Linked DNA regions of Mus musculus: region 2 is linked to region 1. A link is a contact called in public HiChIP or PLAC-seq data. All regions are on one chromosome and are shown on one strand. The core of a region is the stretch at or near the end of the contact, and the rest is flanking DNA. Distances in the headings are between cores, read along the strand shown. Region 1 has its middle 110 kb from the start of Gm33029. Region 2 holds the start of Sox1ot (Sox1 overlapping transcript).

What was found. HiChIP or PLAC-seq counts read pairs in DNA pulled down with a chosen protein or histone mark.
Region 2: an H3K4me3 HiChIP or PLAC-seq map of embryonic basal ganglia shows a contact between it and region 1, with 5 times the contacts expected there. The contact joins the promoter of Sox1ot here to the enhancer-like site in region 1. A contact is called at or near these places in 4 of 484 Hi-C or Micro-C datasets (ganglionic eminence, nephron progenitors, neural progenitor cells and 1 more) and 14 of 115 datasets of contacts at active chromatin or transcription factors (SST interneurons, astrocytes, craniofacial prominence and 9 more).

Annotation. Positions count from the first base shown.
Region 1 is chr8:12,125,042-12,128,965 of GRCm38.p6, reverse strand. No RefSeq gene overlaps it. Among named protein-coding and RNA genes, the nearest start is that of Gm33029, 110 kb to the left of the region's middle. Within about 2 kb of position 1,700, at least 68 of the 459 cell types and tissues checked have an H3K27ac peak or open chromatin away from gene starts, as enhancers often do. A contact at or near this core is called in SST interneurons, astrocytes, embryonic basal ganglia and 5 more, where this site is marked.
Region 2 is chr8:12,383,538-12,387,461 of GRCm38.p6, reverse strand. Sox1ot (Sox1 overlapping transcript) reads right to left here and starts at 1,691. Exons shown (of 8, transcript NR_027975.2): 1 at 1,432-1,691.

The DNA of each region.
Region 1 (3,924 bases), core at 451-2,950:
AAGTGTTACTATGTGTCCCTGGTGCCATTGGCCTATAGGAAGTGTTACTATGTGTCCCTAGTGCCATTGGCCTATAGGAAGTGTTACTATGTGTCCCTGGTGCCATTAGTCTGTGAGAAGTGTTACTATGTGTCCCTGGTGCCATTGGCCTATAGGAAGTGTTACTATGTGTCCCTAGTGCCATTGGCCTATAGGAAGTGTTACTATGTGTCCCTGGTGCCATTAGTCTGTGAGAAGTGTTACTATGTGTCCCTGGTGCCATTGGCCTATAGGAAGTGTTACTATGTGTCCCTAGTGCCATTAGTCTGTGAGAAGTGTTACTATGTGTCCCTGGTGCCATTGGCCTATAGGAAGTGTTACTATGCATTCCTGGTACCACTGCCCCAGGCCAGGTAAACAATGGAGGTCTCTCCAGATCAGCCACACAACCATCACTGGTGAAAGAGGATACAGTATTAGTGCTGAGGTGGTCACAAGACAGAAGGCCCTACATGGTCCTTCACAGGAAGGGCAGCTTATAATGTGGTAAACTGAGCTGATTCAAACTGATTGACTTGGGACCTGCAAGCAGACAGCCTCCTATAGATCAGTCAGTACCTGAGCCTAGCTACTCCCTTGCCTCTGGGCCACCATAGCTGCACGACCTAGTATAGGCCCATCTGCCCACTCAGAATGACTCATTCTTAAAAAAAAAAAAAAAATGGTGCCACAGCCTATCCCTGTCCCTGAGAAAGGCTTGAGTCAGTGCTGCCTGGATTCTTCCTGCCCTCTTTCATCTGTCTGTCATCTGAAGCCCGGGCATTGTCAGCCTGCCTCAGGTCTGCTCTGACAATGTCAGTAGTGTTTCTGGTTATGATTTTTCAACCCACTCCCCCACACTGTTGTCCACAGTATCCCCACAGCTGCAGGATGTGGCTCTGTTGGGGACCCGGCAGCCAAGCAGCCTGAGGAGGGGCAGGCACTGTGGTAAATGTTTCCTTAGCACCTCTAGCGACTGCCAAGACCCTCCTCATAGCAAGAGATGTGCTCAGAGAAACAGCCCAGGTGTCCTTTGCCTAGAAGGTGAAGGTATGGGAATGGTGCAGCAGCTGTCAGATTCTGTCCTGGGGGACAAGAAGCTGACACCTGTCTCTATCTGTACCCTTAGGTCAGGCACTCTGCCCCAGGCTCTTTCCGTCTTTAAATGGGTGGGAATCTCCCCACTTTGCCCTGAAGAGCACAGAAGAAACACACAATCAGAAAGGAAGAAAGTCTTTTCAAGGCTGTTTACTTGGGTGCAGCATTGACAAATGTTTCTTTCTCCTCCAGGGCCCACCCACAGACAGCAAGAGAACAATGATGCTCAGGAGCTGCTGGCGGCTGAGGGGCGACGTCTCGGAGCCCTGCCGAGCCCATTCAGCCTGCCCGGGTGCCAGCCTGCAGCTCCAAGCCTGGCCCACGGCTAATTACAATGGCATTGATGAGGCTTTGGGAGTTCCTGTGTTTACTTACGTAGCTTAGCAAGTCTCTCAGTTATAAAAAAAAAAAGAAAAAGGAGAATCACTAATGTTTCAGAAAAAGAGTGTGCCGATGAGGAAGAAAGAATTTACTTCTTAAATGTATTGATATTGAAAATAGAGCCAAGCTCTTCCTCTGGCATGGCCCCTGTCTCTGGAAGATTCCAGAGGCGCTTGTGTCTGCCAGCGGACGGATGTGTGTCAGAAGCCCCAGGCTCCAGTTACAGAGTGTCTAACTTATCCGTGCAAGCAAACAACCAAAGTTACATCATTTTAATCAACACTCATCATTTTAATTGCCTGCATCTCCCCCCAGAACAAAATGACACTATAGTTTTATGGTATTTGATTAATGAGGGCAGGAAAATTGAAGTTTTTGCAATAAAACTAAAAAAAAAAAAATCAACAGACTTTTATCGTTTTTTCCCTTGTGATTTTAATTTAATGGCTCGTGTTTTCATTACCACAGAGGCTGTACACTTTAGCTCGCAATTATGCCCCATCTGTGAGGCACTGTGTTACTGTGTTATTACAGTTTATTCTAGGAGCTTTTCAATCACTTTTGAGTTGGGCTTTATAAGTATTCTTGCAGCAGGTGGGCTTCCTGGCATGCGACCAGGAGCACACAAAGCGCCAAGCTGGAGTTTAATGGCAGCATATGCACGTGGCACGGAGCACCAGCCTTCCCCATATGCTGCTAAGCAGCCCCTTAAGCCTGCCAGTCACTCTTCTTTCTGACTACGGTCTCTAAGTAGTTCTCTGCCAGGGAAAAATATACGAAGGCAGCGAATTTTTCCAGTGTGCACCATCCTTATTATTGAGACAACCCTGTCATTAGCACAGGCACAATGAACCCAAACCTGGGATGCATACCAATTAGGCTGCATGAGCACTTCTGCTTCTTATCTCTATGGAAACGGCCCCCCTGACTGCAGTGGACAAGCAGGAGTGTCCCCCCACCCATATGTCACCTAGTTAACACTGTGCACTTTCATGTGAACCAAAATCTGCCCTAGCCCTCACAGCAGCGCAGAGAAAGAAAGGGAGCAACGGAAGTCTCTCTCAGAACTGTGGGAGGGATGCATCCTTAGAGAGCGGGCTGGTTGGCATGGCCGTCTCAGGAAGTGCAGAGTGAGGATCTGTCTATCTTTGAATCTAGAAGTCATTTTCTCCCATTAAATCTAGCAGGGAGAGTTCAGGCAAGCTAAAAGAAATTTCTACATCCCGTGGAAGAAAAATAGAGCCTAAATATTTTCCTCAAAATTTATATAAAGTGTTTTACTCATAAGCAACCGAGATACCCCCTCAGAGCCCTGGGCACCAGAGTCACTTTGCTCCAGACCTTCCACCAGCCCCATGGACACCAATGTCCACAAGGAAACAAAGGCTCAAAACGTTTGAATGTGCAAAGCTTTTGCCACCGAATACTGAGAACTTTGCAAAGACCCATGGGTGATCTTTTGTTCTGAGTGTGTAAGAGGAGAAAAAAAACAGGGAGGGGCAGCAAGGGAGAGAGAGAAAGGGAGAGGCAGCCAGGAGACAGACAAACAGACAGGCAGACAGACAGACAGACTTTTTATCTTAGTGGCTCTCTCAATTACAGCTGGGGTATTTTGGACTCATGTTCACCCTATGGCTTGGGATTCTCATTGTCCTCTACTGTGCTGAGTATCAGAACATGACACACACTGTGGCTTCATCTTCCTCCACTTCCCAGTGGTAATGTAAGAGATACTAGAGGCTAAACAAGGCTGTCTGGGTAGGCAACTCACTCTCTTAGGGGACTTGCCATAGCCCAGCAGTGCCATGTTCTAAGCCAGCTGCTGTGTCTTGTTTCTTCTGCTAGGAGACTCCACAGTGCCTATGGAAGGATGGATATCCATCTTCAGCAAATGAGAACTATCTTAGGTAGGGTTTTTATTGCTGAGAAGAAACACCATGGCCAAAAAGCAAGCTGGATAGGAAAGGGTTAATTTGGCTTACACTTCCTTATTGCTGTTGATTATTGAAGTCAGGACAGGAACTAAAACAGGGCAGGAACCTGGAAGCAGGAGCTGATGCAGAAGCCATGGAGGGGTGCTGCTTATTGGCTTGCTCCTCATGGCTTGCTTAGACTGCTTTTGCCCAGGATCACCAGCCCAGGGATGGCACCACCCACAATAGACTGAACCCTCCCATATCAATCATCGATTAAGAAAATGCTGACATTGCCCACAGCTCACTCTTATGGAGGAATTTTCTCAATTGAGGCTCCCTGCTCTGAGATGACTTCAGCTTGAATCAAGTTGACATTAAACTGTCTGGCACAAGGGAAGACACTTGAAGATTTACAGCCTAAGCATCATGTTTTAGGGCCCAAGGAATACTTGGAACTGAGTACAAAGGCCTTGGAGTTCAGCAGCTTGAATTCCACTCTGGCTTCAGAGAT
Region 2 (3,924 bases), core at 442-2,941, 260 kb before region 1:
GAATTTGACCACAGTCAGTGTTCACACCCCAGCTCTACTGGGCCTGTGGCCAGTGAGGGTGTTTCCTAGCAGCGACACCCACCCGCCAAGCTGCAGGAGATAAAACTACTGAGGACCAAGTAGGACTCTTCTCTCCAGCGGGAGGGAAAAACCTCCTCTGAACCTATCAGGGTGCAATGAAAGCAGCTACCTTCCAAGCCCAGCTTTCCACAAAGGGGCATCCAGAACGCGGGGCGGGGCGGGGGGGGGGGCTTCGCACTGCAGGAAATCAATGGCAGAAAGCGGGCCTTTAATGGGTTAATTGACTGGAGGCCTCTATCGCCTTCAAACACCTGTTTCCTGCCAGTGGAGGCGGCCTGTCTGGTCCCTGCCTAGGTCGATGATGTGTCTGTCCGCCTTGCTCGCTCATCGACTCTAGCCCGTGCCGAAAATCCATTTCACCTCTGAAAGACGCTGACTACTTCCGTCTGCCTGCTACTGGAACTGGGTAAAAGAGGGTGCAGATGAGGGTGGTCAGCGGTGTCCTAGAGACTTCTGAGTGTGCACAAGTTTAACTAAAAACAAAAAACAAAAACAACAACAACAACAACAAAAACCCAAACCAAACCCTAATGGTGCGTTTGACGAGGGAGGACGCCACCACCTAGGCTGGGCCTTTATGCCAGGGTCACCCCTACCTAGGGAGGGCCCTCGAGGCGTGCAGTCCTCAAGATCAGACTGCGGGAGTCCTCCTCTCGCCGGCGCACGACCTCCACCGCGCCAGTGCGGCTTCTGGGCAGGGACCGGGTCCAAAGGCACTCTGCGAGTAGAGGGCTCCCGGCTGATTGATTTTTTTTTTTTTTGTAGCAGAATTAATACAGTCAAGTCTGTCGGTCAGTCAAAGTAAAATTGATTCTTTGCCCAAAACACCTCTCACTAAGTGGCACACGCTTCAACATGTTAATTTTTTGAAGGTAATTTCAACCCGTGGGTTTAGTTCTCGATGCTGCCTCGGGTGGTGGCAAAGAGCCCGCAGCCTGGCCTCGGTAGGGCCGGGGGCGGGGCGGAGGCAGGCGACCTGAAGGAGTACCGCCACCCACTAAATCTTGCCCCCGTAGCCACAGGGCTCGATCTCCCTTCTTCTCCATCTTGAAGGGCGATCCACCTAGACAAGGCGTTGGGCCGTTGGGCGGTGGCCAATCCGAAAGGCTAAGGACCGGGGAGGAGTGAACTTACAGATAAGAAAATGACCAATGGACCCGCGAGACCGCTCGGAAGCTCATCCCCCCCCCCTTACCGGGCCACTCTCCACAGAGGCCAGCAGGTTGCGAGCACCCTGCACAACCTCCCGGAAAGTATCGATGGAGACCCGCGTCCATCCTTGCGCCTCTCCCGCCACCAATCCCTGCTCGGCCGGTGGAGCCCCCGCGCGCGAGTTCGAGACACACTTACAGTTAGTTCTTCCTGCAGCCCGCCGGGTCCGCAGCGCTTGGCCCGCCTGCACCTTCGCAGCCCTGTCTGGTTGCGGGCCGCGTGGGACCTGGGCTCCCCGCAGGCCAAGCGCACGCGCTGAAGCCCGCGGACCCCGGCCCGGCCAGGCTCCGAGCAGCGACGGCGCCCGCGCCACGCGCACGCACACTCACACGCGCACCCCCGCTCGCACACTCGCTCGCACAAGCTCCTTGCTCCTCGTTCGGCACACACACTCGCAGACGCACACACTGCAGGCGAGAGAGACAAGAAAATGAAATTTATTATTGATAGAAAAGACTCGCAAGACAATTTCAGGTTATTGTTTCTCTCTGGAAAAGGGGGATCCCGCCACATAATGAAGCGCCTTTTGTGTGGCACTGAACAATACCAAACAAGTATTCTAATAAATAGCCGCGTTTTTGTTCCTGCTCGGCAGTGAATAGAAGGGAGCCGTTGCTTCGCGAGCAGCTGGGACGCCGAGCCGAGCGGGGAGGTGGAGCCGCTGCTCGCCCTCCTCTAGCCGCTCCCCAGCCGGGTCCCCGCCGCTCCCTATTCGCCGGCGCCCGCCGCCCCTCCCGCTGGCCCGACCGCAGAGGTTCGGGACCCTTGGACCATAGGGATTCCTCCCCCTCCTCCAGAGACGATGGCACCCCCTATCCCTGTCAGCAGTCACTTGTGGCATCCCACGGGCGGCGACTGTCACCTGGAGCGGCTTTCCGGCTTTCCCTACCTCTTGCAGGAGGGACGCCCCCACCCGCACTCCTGAGTCAGCGCGGTCATTGCGCGGGATCTGAGCCGCGCGCCCCCTCCGCCCCCACCGCGTCCTCGCAGTGGGTTTTTTTCAGCTCTGCTCTCGGCTGGAGCTTTGTTGTCTCGCCGAGGGGACACCTTGGACGTGGGCGCTGCGCCAGGCCTCCCCCGGAGCAGCGAGGGCAGGTTTCCCCCCTCCTACGATGCGCTCCTCAACCCCACCCCCCTCCAGTGCTCGCTCTACCAAGGGCAGCAACAGAAGGAAAGACAGAGTCTAAGGATCAGTGTGTGAACACAAAGCTCTCAGGTTAAAAAAGACAAGACGAAGAAAAAGGAAAGAAAAGAAAAAAAGAAAAAGAAAAAGAAAGTCGCCCAGACAGGAGTCTGTCAGGGTGCACACAGGGAGAGGGAGTGGGGCGGGACTCTCAGGGGCAGTAGCCATTGCGTGGCCAGCCTGTCTGCATGGGTGGGGGGGGGGCACGACCCTCCCAACACTCTGTAATCCCCTCCTTTGGCGGGTCCCTGACCCTGGCCTCTGCAAGGCTGGAGCTGCCGACCAGCCCACCGCTAAGCAGGGTGAACGGCCCGGGACGGGATGCAGCTCAGGAGAGAACCTCTGAGAAGGAGCCCGGCTGCAGCCGCTCAAGTCTGGCTTTCAGTTTCTCCTCGCTTCCAGGTCTCTCTTTCCCCTTTGGTCCCTAACTGTAGGAAGGTGTCAGCACTTTGGACTGGAGACCCAAACCCTCTGCGACACCTAGGAAATGTTCCAGGAGCAAACTTTCTTTTTTCTTTCTTTTCTTAAAGGGATGATAACTCCCAAAGCATTTACAATTCACTCTCAACCTAAGGAAAGACGTTCACTTTATATATATATGTATGTATAAAAATTGTACAAACAAAGCACACGTGACAGTACCAGTGTTTGCTCACCCGGTCGGGGTGCTGGCAGTGTGTACTTATCTGAAGCACACTCTCCTGGACAAATGCATGCGCCCCTCCCCCCGCAGCTGCAGGTTTTCAGCAGATCCGTGTCTGGCTCTAACCTCAGGGATAAAACCCCACATGACTCTCCCTCCGTGGATCTTAATCTAGGCAAGCACTTTGTCATTTGCAAATTATTTCTTAATCGGACCGAGCGATTTCGGTGTGCATGCAGTACGGGGATTTAGTGTGCAGAGGATCGCCGAAGCCGAGGAGCTGTCCAGGAATCCTTTCCCTAGTTGCAAGGCTTTTCCCCCAAAGACACGTTGGTCTGACCGAGAGGAAGAATAAAACCGGCGGAAGTCCTTGGTGACTCATTTTTGGGTTTTTGTTTATTTGTTTGTTTTTGCTTTTCTTCAATCTCTTTCTGAGAAACTGCATTCCCTTGGAGTTTTAAATAATTTAGCTCAGTTATTCCAAATGTCGGCAACACCAAGAAGAGGGAGTTTGGCCTTGGTTTTTTTTTCCCCCCTCAAAAACCCGGGTTTGTGCAGGAATCTGGGGGCAGGAAATGAGGAGACTTTGGAGTTGGAGTCGTTCCAGCAGACACCGGGAAGCGCTTTCCTTTTGTATGGAAAATGGAAACATTTTGGAATCCGGCTTTAAAACTTTGACTTATATTTTACATGTTAAATCACTGAAAGATTGGGTACAACAGTGTGTAAAGACTCAGAACCTGCAAATATTTGAATGGTTTTTGTGAGCGGAGCAGCTGCCAGTCAGCTGGCTTTGACAGGCTGT